Regions from separate parts of the Mus musculus genome. Here all the other regions are linked to region 1. Evidence: chromatin contacts called from public HiCAR-type data. All regions are on one chromosome and are shown on one strand. The core of a region is the stretch at or near the end of the contact, and the rest is flanking DNA. Distances in the headings are between cores, read along the strand shown. Region 1 holds the start of Gna13 (guanine nucleotide binding protein, alpha 13). Region 2 holds the start of Ddx5 (DEAD box helicase 5). Region 3 holds the start of Bptf (bromodomain PHD finger transcription factor). Region 4 holds the start of Nol11 (nucleolar protein 11).

What was found. HiCAR-type assays count read pairs that join an accessible place to other places.
Region 2: a HiCAR-type map of astrocytes shows a contact between it and region 1, with 5 times the contacts expected there. The contact joins the promoter of Ddx5 here to the promoter of Gna13 in region 1. A contact is called at or near these places in 1 of 39 promoter capture datasets (erythroid cells) and 1 of 115 datasets of contacts at active chromatin or transcription factors (astrocytes).
Region 3: a HiCAR-type map of astrocytes shows a contact between it and region 1, with 8 times the contacts expected there. The contact joins the promoter of Bptf here to the promoter of Gna13 in region 1. A contact is called at or near these places in 1 of 484 Hi-C or Micro-C datasets (embryonic stem cells) and 2 of 115 datasets of contacts at active chromatin or transcription factors (astrocytes and embryonic stem cells).
Region 4: a contact with region 1 is called in a HiCAR-type map of astrocytes, with 4 times the contacts expected there. The contact joins the promoter of Nol11 here to the promoter of Gna13 in region 1. A contact is called at or near these places in 2 of 115 datasets of contacts at active chromatin or transcription factors (astrocytes and embryonic stem cells).

What each region holds. Positions count from the first base shown.
Region 1 is chr11:109,361,369-109,364,383 of GRCm38.p6, forward strand. Gna13 (guanine nucleotide binding protein, alpha 13) reads left to right here and starts at 1,426. Exons shown (of 4, transcript NM_010303.3): 1 at 1,426-1,888. The coding sequence starts at 1,606. It overlaps Gm11696 (predicted gene 11696), which reads right to left and starts at 2,286. Exons shown (of 2, transcript NR_038097.1): 1 at 1,738-2,286.
Region 2 is chr11:106,786,860-106,789,874 of GRCm38.p6, forward strand. Ddx5 (DEAD box helicase 5) reads right to left here and starts at 1,635. Exons shown (of 13, transcript NM_007840.3): 1 at 1,414-1,635; 2 at 50-215. The coding sequence starts at 1,457. Cep95 (centrosomal protein 95) reads left to right here and starts at 2,393. Exons shown (of 20, transcript NM_177088.3): 1 at 2,393-2,518. The coding sequence starts at 2,500.
Region 3 is chr11:107,130,645-107,133,659 of GRCm38.p6, forward strand. Bptf (bromodomain PHD finger transcription factor) reads right to left here and starts at 1,503. Exons shown (of 28, transcript NM_176850.3): 1 at 630-1,503. The coding sequence starts at 1,278.
Region 4 is chr11:107,187,962-107,190,976 of GRCm38.p6, forward strand. Nol11 (nucleolar protein 11) reads right to left here and starts at 1,420. Exons shown (of 18, transcript NM_133702.3): 1 at 1,156-1,420. The coding sequence starts at 1,296. Gm39425 (a long non-coding RNA gene) reads left to right here and starts at 1,366. Exons shown (of 3, transcript XR_880257.3): 1 at 1,366-1,558.

The sequences.
Region 1 (3,015 bases), core at 176-2,675:
GCTCGCGGTCTCAGTGGATGTAACAGGAGACAATTCTACTACATGTATTGTTTACTGCAGCCAGTGTAGTGAGTGAGTCGTGAGCTACCCAGTCATTGGCCCAAATGGACAGTAACTGATGGACTGACTTATAGTGCTGGTTTTTAAAATTTTAAACTTGTGCATGTCACGGTGTTGACCTCTTTACCCCAACTCCCTAACACACAGGAAGTTCCCAAGTTGCACACGAGTCAGGTCCCAGGAGCAAAACCAGACAGGCATCAACTTTGAAACTGACAAGAATGAAGAAGTTGGCTTCTGAGGTCCTTGCTACAGTCATTCAGCTGTCACTAGTCACGTGTTCCCCAGGAGTCTCTTTTTCAGGTGTTCTGGCCTGATCTGCTGGTATGACAGAAAAAAAAAAGTTTCTTGTCTGTCATATCCTCTGTAATCCGGCAGGAAACCCAAAATGTGCCTGCTGCAGTCCTAGGCTGAGCGCTTATCTGCTTCCTTGGGAAGAACGTGCATCAGAGTGTCCGGTTTAGGGGGATTTTCAACATGACCTCACCCTCTCCACCATTCACTGACCTCAGAAGGCATTACCCAAGTCACAAGTGCAGCTCGGATGGGAATCTAATGAGTGAGCCAGCCGCCAGCGACCTTCCTGGCACATCTCACGAGAACATCAACTCCAACTTCCCCTCAAACCAGGGCAGGTTATCAATAGTGCCCTGAGCTGCTAGGGTGAGGTGTTGATCAATAACGACATCTGACATCTACTTATCCTTCCAGATTCGGGATGGTTAGGATGACAAGGGGGCGGGGAAGGGTCGCTGCTAATTAAACGCACGATCTTGAAGGAAAGCTCTTGCCTGCCGGTAATACCAGAAACGGACAGGGAGGCTGAAGCAAGACGATTGTCACAAATTTAAGCCAACTTGGGCCGCAGGGATCTTGTCTCAAGAGTTAAAACAAAACAAAACAAAACAAGGCAAACTGTAACGAAGGAAGGCTTGCACTGGTCGGGTGCGGGGATGTCCCAGCCAATGGTCTCAAAATAGGTCGCGTGAAGGTGACAGCAAGCGGCGGGCGAGTAACTATGGGAAAGGGCAGTGGGATCTGTAGTGAGAAAGATGCCCCAGCGGAAAGGGGTCAGGATGGGCTTTGCTTACTCGCCTCGGGGCTCCGGGAAGCGGTGGCACTAAAGGGAAACAGAAACTCTGGATCCGCAGGCGCGCGCGCCCAGCCTGGCCCACGTGACCCGGGCTCCGCCGCTCTCCGAGCGCGCTCCCGGCTGCACAGGAGCGCGTGACTCCCGCCGCTGCCGCTCCCTCCTCCGCTCGGCGTGCCTGCGTGCGCGTACCCGAAAGGCAGCGGGCACGCGCACGCCCAGAGGGCCGCCGCCCCTCCCCGGGCCCGCCCTCCCTCCCTCCCTCCCTCCCTCCCACCCTCCCCCGGCCGGCGCGGCCCGCCCTGGCGAGTCAGTCCTCGGGTTCCCTCCCTCCCCGGGCGCGCTCGGGCCGCCGCTGCGCTCCCCGCCCTCCAGCCGCCTTGCCGGAGCCGCCCGCTGCCGGAGGAGGAGGTGGAGGAGCCGCAGGGGCCCGCCGAGGCGGCGGCGGCGGCAAGATGGCGGACTTCCTGCCGTCGCGCTCCGTGCTGTCCGTGTGCTTCCCGGGCTGCGTGCTGACGAACGGCGAGGCCGAGCAGCAGCGCAAGTCCAAGGAGATCGACAAATGCCTGTCGCGGGAGAAGACCTACGTGAAGCGGCTGGTGAAGATCCTGCTGCTGGGCGCGGGCGAGAGCGGCAAGTCCACCTTCCTGAAGCAGATGCGGATCATCCACGGCCAGGACTTCGACCAGCGCGCGCGCGAGGAGTTCCGCCCCACCATCTACAGCAACGTGATCAAAGGTGCGGGGCGCGGCGGGGCTCGGGGACCCCTGGGGAGCCGGGCCGGGCACCGCCCTCATCCGCCGGGTCCCCAGTCGGAGGAGACCGAACGGGATCAGATCGGACGGGCGAGCGGGTGGGCGCGCCTTGGGCACCGTTCTGTGCGCCCTGTTGCCCTGGTCCCTTCGATCCGGGACGCCCCGCTGTCCCCCCCGTGCTACCCCGGTGAGGGTCACGGTCGGCCCAGCACTCCGCGGCTGGCCTCGCCCCCTCCAAGAGGGAAGTGCGGCGAGTAGGGTGACTCGGGGCAGCGGGGCAACTTGTGTCCTCCCTGCACTCCGGGCAAGACCACCCATCAGTAGCCCCAGGTCCTACACTCCCTATCCCTTCCTATCCTTCTTTCCTTTCTGCCCGTCCCTGGTGGGTGACCCTAGTAACCGGGTATGTTACCCTTCCAGCTTTGGGCTTCCTAGGCCACCTCTTGACTTAAGCAAGTTCTGGAACGGTTGTAATGAGGAAACTTTTTTTTTTTTTTTTTTTTTTTTTTTACCCTGAGACTCTTGTCAAGGGCATAGAGTGACAGCCTCTAGAGCCTTTTGGGGCAAGAGTATGAAACTCACGTTTACTGAACTGGCATCAGGAAAGTCTATTAAAAAAAATTAGCGCGAGTGGTTTTATCGGCTCATTGCTACAGGATGTTTGTAATCACAGTTCAACATGTTGCACACTTTTTTTTTTCTTAATAACTCGAGACAGGAGAAAAAAACAGTATCATTTCATATCATTTCTAATGCTTTCATGAATTTATGTTTAAATACATGTGCTGGACTGCATGGTGGGCTTCACAAATCCTGTTGAACAGTATTTTAAATACTGTTCCTTAAGTGAAAACCACCCAATATTTTTATTCCTTAGTGTTCAAATAAGTTGCAGAGGTGGCTTTTATTTTTATCATTTAAAAGAATCATCTTGTTTTTTTTAATTTTTTTTTCTTTAGTGTCAGGTATTTTCTACCTAAGAGAAGTTGGCAGAGTTGAGGCACAGCAGCACATCAGAAAACAGATTTCTGAGTGGTTAAGGAGTCACCCTATTAAATCTAGGGCTTGGAAGCAAACTTTAATTTTGTAGGTCTTTTCAAGGAGTTGTGT
Region 2 (3,015 bases), core at 385-2,884, 2.6 Mb before region 1:
GAAGCAGTTACTGAGTTACAGCATGAAGAAGCCACATTTATAAACTCACTGCGGTGCGCCTTGCCAAATCAGGGTGTTCTTGATAAAAATTCTTCTCAAATTTGGGCAGCTCATCAAGATTCCACTTCTTTTTAACTAGTTTCTCCCCAGGATTTCCAAACTTCTTTCCAGAGAGGGGTCCTGTTCTACTCCCTCCAAATCGAGGTGCACCAAACCTACACACACACAAAACAAAAGTTGGGCACATTGTGAAAGATACTGCATGAACAGGTTTGCCCTCACATTTCATCTGCTGCCTTTTGATAGAGCCAAAGTGTGCTTCTGGAATCCTTCCCAACTGTCATTCTAAGGACAGCCACAACTGGCAGCGTTTCTTTTCTGAAGTCCCAAGCACACTCTACTGAGGCCAAATAAACATCGTGGGTTTATCAGGTGGCAAACAGCCCAAACATCTGACCAGATTACAAGGACAAGAGTTAGAGCCTCCATCTTCTCTCCCCACAGAGCTTAGGCATTAGCGTCTAGGAGCTGGGCAAGAAGGGAGGAGCTTAGGAAGGTTATTTTTGCCCGTTTTCATCAAAGGACCTAATCTTAAAGAAATAACGGGGCCGCAAAGGCAATGTGAGCAGCTGAACGAGGCTAGCACGGCGGACAGGGTAGAAAGGGGAACAGGCGCCAGCGAGCCGAGTCTAGGGAAACGCCGCGAACGGCTGCAAACCAAGGTAACAAAATTATATAACGCGAGGGAGAAAAAGAGGAGGAGCCGAAAGCAACCGGGGGAGGAGTCCCGGCCCGGGCGGCGTTCCCGCTGGGGCGGCGCTTCCTTCTTTGTCTCGCATTTCTCTCTGCGCCACATTTTCTCGCCGCTGCCATTTTGAGCTCCTCCGCCGGGCGGGGTAACAAAGGCGCCGCCGCCATGTCCGAGGCCGGCATTTTGTGGCTGCGGCTCCGCCACATGGCCGAATCCGCCGGCGTAGGCCACCCAACGGGGCACAGGGGACCTCGAAAGCGCCCCTTCTTTCCCCCGGGGATACCGGAAGGGGGGGCCCCCCTCAAAAAACAACCCAACGAAAGATTGCGCAAACGACGCCGGGAACCGCCTCAAAGGCGCGGCGCTTCCCGACCGAAAACACTCCTCCGGGTTTCCCTCAACAGCCGCGAGGTCGCCGGGCCGCCCCGGGTCCCGGCCCACCCTCCCGGACCAAAAAAAAAAAAAAAAAAAAAAAAAAAAAGGTTGAACGCCATTACCCGAAGCGTAGCCTTTAACGGCTTTTAACCGGACGTGTGACAAAAGCCAGGCCTCCTTTCAGGAAGGGAAAAAAAAAAATCTAAAGGTCGGTTGGGAAGGCGAGCCTTCGGCCGCGCCGCTCTCCCATCCCCCACCCGGCCTGACAGGTCTCTTGTCACACTCACCCTCGATCCCGGCCGCGGTCTCGGTCACTAGAATAACTCGACATGGCGTCAATGGTGGCGGTGTGCGGGCGGAACCCAGTGAAAGTAGAATCCTGCGGCGACGAGTCGCGGAGAGAAGGCCTCGGCGACGGCGAAGCCTCTGCGGGGGCGTCACCAGCGGAGGGGCCGGTGGTGTCGAGGGCCGGAGCTGCGAGGGCAAGGACCGATGGAAATGAATGAGGTGCCGGCTGCGTCCCGGCAGCCGCTTTTATAGTCTGGACCGCCTCCTCGCCGCAAAGCACGCTGGGAGCCGCTCTATGACCTAATCACCCCGCCCCCCTGGCTCGGAGGCCCTCAACGCCCGCCCGCCCGGGTTCCGGAATCCGCCATGTTCTCGCCCCTCCCCCTCCGCGGGCGGGCGCTCCCTCCCCGGCGCCCGTTTATTACTCGCTTCACGACTGGGTGACACCACTAGAATGCCTCGCCCCGACGCCCTTTTGGCGACACCGCCGTCTCTCGTCTCGCTACACCTCAGACAAGCTGCTTCCCCGTGGCCAGACGGTCCTTAAAATGGCCAGCGCCAGCCATTCCACCGACTCTACTTGAAGATGTTTACGTCTCCACAGACTCCCCCCACGCCCATAACCGAAGGAGACCAGGGAGGCGGAGCTTGGCCTCATCACGTGATCGGACCCAGGGCAAGGCGGATCGCACTACTTCCTCGCTTGGTCTCTCGGCGGAGGAACACCAAACCACCAACTCACCGGAAGCGCGGCTCCAACGCCCCCGGGGAGATCGGCCGGGCTGCTGGGTGACCTGGCTGCCCTGCCCGCCGATCTGAGAACCCGTAAGCGGGATCTTGACCGCGGGGAATGGTATCTGGAGCCCGCAAACTGCCGCCTCAGCGCGTGCTGCGAGGAAGTGCTCCTCTGCTGTCCAATCAGCGTCGAGAAGCCGTTTTAACGTCCCTCCCTCTTCCACCCCTCCTTCCCCGCTCGCTAGTGTCTGCCCCCTCCTCCTCCCGTCGGCTCGACCGAGTTCGACCCTTCTGGGACACCGTCGCCCGCGCTCTCGTCTTGGAGTCCGGCCGCGACCTCTCCTGGCAGTATGGCCAGCTCAGAGGCTGGTGAGTCTCGGCCTGGAGCCCTGGTGGTTTTGTACTGCAGCATTCCGCGGACCTTGGGCTGAATCTGAACCGCGTCTGCGCCGCTGCGGAGGCTCGGGACTGTCGGACACTAGTTGCAGTCGCGCGCGCGGTGGGGGGGGGGGTTCTATGAATTTAGGGTCTCAGCCTCGAAACCTCTTGCGGTTTCCAGACGTGGAACTGAGACTTGGGATGAGATAGGAACTCTTTGTCGAGCCTGGGACACCCGCATCCTGTCTATATAGAGCAGTCAAGATCCTTTCTTGGATCCGAATTTTTGTGGGGTATCTATCCACAGACTGTCTCTCTTTCCCCTTGCTTTGTTTGGACTAAGGCAGAACTTATCTTTATATTGATTTTTTTTTCCTTTTTGAGGCATAGCACTCATAAGTTCTTTTGATGCCCTCTAGAGTAACTGGCATTTTCTAGTACTGCCTTTGAAAAGCCAATTGATTCGGTTGTCTAGGACGCTTTCCTCT
Region 3 (3,015 bases), core at 253-2,752, 2.2 Mb before region 1:
ACCCCAGGAAGCTCCCAAGCTCACCGAACAACAATCCTTCCTCCAAAACAGTTACCAAACTAGCTAACTAGGGTGTAGGAAAGGGAGAACGTCTAGGTGTGGTACCACCATCGAAATTCTCTTTTAAGGAACAGATAATTTTTCTTTTAAATCTAAAACAAAACGTATTAGACATGCAACGGTTTGCAAAGCAGGAGGCTTCTTTCATCGCAAAATAAATAAATAAAATACTCGTACCAAAACAAGGGGAGAAAGACGAACTCAATGGATACTTGTGTGCCAAAGTTTCAATCCTGCCTGGTGGAGCCACCGCACTTGGCACAAATTTTGAAGGGGATAAAGAGGGAGGGGGGAGAAGAGCGAACGAGTCTGTGGCCTGCAAACTGCAACAATGCAATCTCCATTTTGAACAATGCGCCTCTTTCCTCTTGCAAATCTAGTTTTGTTTTTGTCTTTTTTTTCTTTTTTTTTTTTTTTTTTTGTCACTAGACGCGCCGTGGCCTCCGCGTGGGGGACAGGCCGGGAAGGGGGGGGGGAGCTAGGAAGCAGGATGCACTGCACTGGAGAGGGAGCAAGCCAGGGGGAGGGAGGAGGTGGGGAAGGAGTCTCCCGGCGGCCTGGGTGGTTACCTGGAGTGCTGCTGTATGTACTATGGCTCCTGAAGCTGCTTTCCGTGCAGTAACTAGCGTCGTCGTCGTCGTCTTCCATCTCCTCCGGATAATCGGAGTCATCGTCGTCTTCTTCCATGTCATCTTCCTCCTCGTCCTCGGAATCCTGGGTCTCCTCGGCGTCGCCATCCTCCTCCTCCTCCTCGTCCTCCTCCGAGACCATGTCCTCCTCCTCGTCGTCGTCGTCACTCTCGTGGTCATCGTACACCACTTTGTTGACGGCGCGGCGGGCCGGGGTGGTCCGGGCCAGGTGGCCGCCCCCGCCCCCCGTCCTGCCGCCCCCGCCTCCTCGGCCCCCCCGGCCCGGGCCGCTGGCGCTGCTGCCGGAGGCCGGCGGTGGCGGTGGCGGCTGTTTCCTGCGGCCGCCCCCCCTGGGCGAGCTCAACCGGGTCTTGGGCGCCACCTCAGCCTGGGCGGCGGCCCACCTGCCCCGACTGCTGCCGCGGTGCCGCGAGCGCAGCCCCCCTATGGGTCCGGAGGCGGGCGGCGGCGGCGGCGGCGGTGGCGGCGGCGGTGGTGGCGGCGGCGGCGGCGGCGGCGGGGCCGGGGCGCAGCGCTCCGCAGCAGGAGCCGCGGGCTGCTTGGGCGGCCTGCCCCGCCGGCCCCTCATGTCGGAGCCGCGGCTTGCGGGGGGGTGGGGGGGGAGCGGAAGGGGTGGGGGAGGGGCGCGGGGGGCGCCGGGGCCGAGGGGGAGGGGAGGGCGCCGGGGTCCGGGCGGGAGGGGCGCGGCCCGGCAGCGGCGGGGTGGAGGGAGAAGGCTCAGTCCGAATTGCCGGGGCCCCGCTCCGGATCGCCTGCAGCCGCCATCTTGTTTCTTCCCTCTCGCTCGGTGACTGGGGGAACCGACAGCGGCCGCAGGCCCGGAGCGCGGTCACGTGAGCTGCGCCGCCCGACGAGCCTGGGACAGAGCGAGGCGGCGCGGCGGCCGCTAGGGGGAGCGCGGGAGCGGCGCGGCGGGGGCGGGGAGGCCCCGGAGCGCCCCTGCGCGGCTGCACGGCGGCGGCGCAGGAGCGAGATGGGTAGCGTGGGGTGTCCCCCCAGGCTGGGGTCTCCTCCTGGGAGACCACCTCCCCCTCAGCTGAGGTCTTAGGGAGACCTCAATGCGTGTCTCCCAAACCGGGGCCGGAAAACAGGGAATTTTCCTCCCAAGTCGCCGGTCCTTTTGGGAAACTAATGCAAAAAAAGGGGAGAGGGGCGTCTCGCGTAGAGGCACGACTTACAGACTGGGGGCAGTCACTACGCAAAGCCACCCACGCAGGTACAGGAGCTGGAGCTAAGTCAGTCCCAATAGAGAGCTCCCAAAGGCTTGGATCTAGAGGGTCCTGAAGTTGTTCCAGGAATGCACGCTGGGAGCCACACCCCCAGCGTGGTTTCACTGACTTTCCTGAGTTCCCACCCTCAGAGCCCGGGGTTAAATTCCAGAGCGTGGTTCCTAGCGGCCTCCAGGCACCTTTCTCTCTTCCCAGCTACGAACTTCCACACCTCAGCCAGAACTTAAGGATAGGAAGGATGGCGTCCTGTCTAGAATTGGCTTCACAAAGTTATGTGTTTGTGTTACCTGGAAATAATGTCTACCTGACAAATTACCAGTCTTGGTTTGACCTAGGGTGCTAGTCACTAAAGTGAAATCGCAGGCACATGCACCAAATGTTGCTAAATTGAGGTGGCTCAACACAGGGTCCTCGGGGTGGACTCTGGAAAGAAAAGAAAGGTTTAAGGAACCTATATGAGTGATTATTAATAGATGTGAGAACAGAAAAAGTAATTTGAAGAAAAATCGTTAATAGGATTCAGCCCACTAACTAACTGACTTATTACAATATAGTTCGGTGAATAGAAATGAAGTGAAAATTACTAATTGCCAACTAAGTTATTATGTATTCACTTTGGTTGATCTCTGAGAGTGGTAAACTTACCCACAGGGACCTCATAAGACACCAAAGGAAAGAAAGTAAGCCACAAGAGTTCTTGGGTAAACAAAGGCTGCAGCTATAGCAATGCAGGCCCAAATAAGCAGATCTTCTGATATTCCTTGGTGATAGTGGGTGTTTTATTTTGTTTTATTAGGGCAAGGTCTCGCTGTAAGGCCCTGGATAGCCTGGAAATCACTATGTAGACCAGGCTGCCCTCCAGCTCCTAGTAGAGATCCACCAGCCTCTGCTGGGAGCAAAGGTATATGGCACCACACCCTGCAGTGGTGGGTTTTGCCAGACTCTCACTATGAACTCCAAGCTGCTGTCAAACTTGTGAACCTCCTGCTTCAGCCTCACAAACTCTGGGATTACAGACAGGTCCCTCCATGCAGGTTTCAAATCTTCTATATTTTTCAAGAGACTATAAAGGTTTT
Region 4 (3,015 bases), core at 170-2,669, 2.2 Mb before region 1:
AATAAATAAATATTAAAAAAAAAAAAAGAATTGATTACTTGTGGAACAGAGGTAGAGAAAATCAGGTTGGTGCAAGTCCACCTAACTGTCATCAACTATTGTATTCCTATGCAGAAACTGCCAAATTAGTAGACAGCCCCAAGTTTGAAGGGAAGTTTAAACCAACAGTATAGGGGATTGTTGGCAACCTGTCCCCAAAACAATAAAACACTTGGGTAACTTTTTTTTTCCTGAATAACTTAGTTTTTCGGTTGTTCCTGTTGTTTTTACGTACACTGGTGTTTTGTTTGCTTGTATGTCTGTGTGAGGGTGTTAGATCCCGTTGTTACAGTTGTGAGCTGCAATGTGGGTGCTGGGAATTGAACCCCAGTCCTCCGGAAGAGCAGCCAATACTCTCTCCAGCCCTTGCAGATGGATAACTTTTTTAATGACACAAGAAACTGTTCAGGGGCATTGGTGGTGGTGGCACACGCCTTTAATTCCAATGCATCTCTATGAGTTCGGTTTACAGAGTCAGGACAGCCAGGGCTACACAGAGAAACCCTGTTTCGAAAACCCAAAATACTAACCAAAATGACGACAACAACAACAAACTTCAAAACTCCAGCTTAAAAAACGTGCTTTGTAGATGATTGCTATAACAAGGCTCTACGTATGCTTGTTGAGCCGGGAATCAGGCTGCAAAGCGGGTGAGACTGCGACTTTCACAGTGTGATGCAGAACTGTCCAATCTTTCTAGGACACCAAGAAATCCCTGCCTCTTCCCACCATCCGACTCACCCCGCCCCCGGGACCCCAAGGAGCGGAGGATGTCCTGGAGAACACACATTTTCAACCTGTCAGTGTCATGCAAGCTGCTGGGTGACAGACGTGGTCCCCTCGGCCAGGCTCTGTCCCCGGGGAAAGGGGAGGCACAGGTCCCCAGCTCATCCCATGTGCACCCAGACACCGCCGCACGTCACTCGGAAATACGCCGGTCCTCACTACTGACAAACAACTTCTGAACCTCATGCGGCGTCCCGCCGACTCTGTCGCACCCCGGGTCTCTGTCACGCCCGCTCCCGGCTTTCCTTCCCAAGTGTGAGAAACTCAAGCCTCCCGCCCCCGGCTTCGGACAGAGGCGAGACACCTGCCGGCCAGCCCCACCGTCCTCACCTTGTAAAGGACGACGGTCCTGCCGCTGTCCGTCACTAGGAACTGGTCGGCTTTGTCAGTCTGCTCTACACCTAGGAATCCCTCAGGCCCGGCGCCTAAGACTCCAGTAGACAACGTGAATTCTTCTTCCAGGGTTGCCATTTTGGGTTGGCCTACAGCCCGGGCATGCTTCCCGGCAGCCTTTGTGCTTCCTCTCGCGAGAGCGACCGACACCAAGGAGGAAAATCAGCTCGAGCAGAACTGCGACCCCTGGCGGGCGGAAGAGGAGGAGGCGAACACCGCCCAGTGGGTGGAGTCTAGACCACGTGCGAACGCTCAAGACCCTCGAGGCCACGCCTCCCGGCTAGTAGAGACAGAAATCGCTGAGTCGGCTCCCTTGCCCTCTTGTTTCACCTCTTGGAAGGTGAGAGATAAGTTTAAAAACGGCCTGATATAAAAAAAAACATATTTTAAAAATATGCTAGTGAACTCTAAAAAGTCCTACCACAATATGCCAGAAGGGAAAAATATTAACCTGCAGATGGCAGTTAAGGTTCTGTTTCAAAATGCCTAATCTCGCTTACCCTAACCCTCCAGAGACGGCTAGTTCGTGGGCATTTATTTTAACTATCGTTTTTGGTGCTGGTAGAGAAATCTTTTCCAGATTATCAGAATGTACAACTCTTTTGATTAAAAAAACAACAAAACAAAACAAAAACCCGAAATCTAGCTGGGCGTGGCGGCACATGCCTTTGATCCCAGCACTCTGGAGACTGAGGCAGGGGGATCTCAGTAAATTCGAGATCAATTTGGTCTACATAGAATTCTAGGCCAGCCTTAGCTACACAGAAAGACTGACTATCTTTTTTTTTTTAAGTTTTTATTTATTATTATACATAAGTACACTGTAATTGTCTTCAGATGTGCCTGAAGAAGGTGTCAGGTCTCATTACGATGGTTGTGAACCACCATGTGGTTGCTGGGATTCGAACGCAGGACCTTTGATAGAGCAGTCAGTGCTCTTAGCACTGAGTCATCTCGCCAGCCCCAAGACTGACTGTCTTTAAAGGTTTTTTGTTTTATCTTTTTTTTTTTTTTTTTTGGTTTTATGAAACAGGGTTTCTCTGTATAGCCCTGGCTGTCCTGGAACTCACTCTGTAGACAAGGCTGGCCTTGAAATCAGAAATCTGCCTGCCTCTGCCTCTCAAGTGCACCACCATGCCAGGCTTGTTTTATTTATATGAGTCCACTACAGCTGTCTTCAGAGACACACTAGAAGAGAGTGAATCAAATCCCATTACAGATGGTTGTGAGCCACCATGTGGATGCTGGGAATTGAACTCAGGACCTCTGGAACAGCAGCCAGTGCTCTTAACCTCTGAGCCATCTCTCCAGCCCTAAGACTGTCTTTAAGAACAAACAAAAAAAGAAACTTAGCAGGACTTGCCCAGCCCTTGGCAGGCTGAGGCAGACTGATCGACAGGTTGGCAGCCAGCCTTGGCTCCTGGGAGATGCATTCACAGAATGAAATCAACAGTGCTCTGTGCTCACGTTAGCCATGCTTCCATTAACCTCAGTATGGGTGAAGAATCACACAAGTTTCATTTCTGAAGATTCCCCCACTCTCTGACAGACAGCTAAGGCCAGGACAGTTTACTGCTTGTATAATTTGGAGGTGGGGCTTGTGAATTTTACAGGTTGCAGCTTACTTAGACTTGAAAATTTTGTTTACTTCCTGAGTCTCCTAGATCTTGCACCTCCTTCTTCCCTCCTAGGAAGCATTCAGAGGCACTACTGCAGTTTGAGCAAACTGTTGCACAATGTATGCATATGTCTATACACATATATACATACATACACACATTGTTTCTGTTTTGTTTT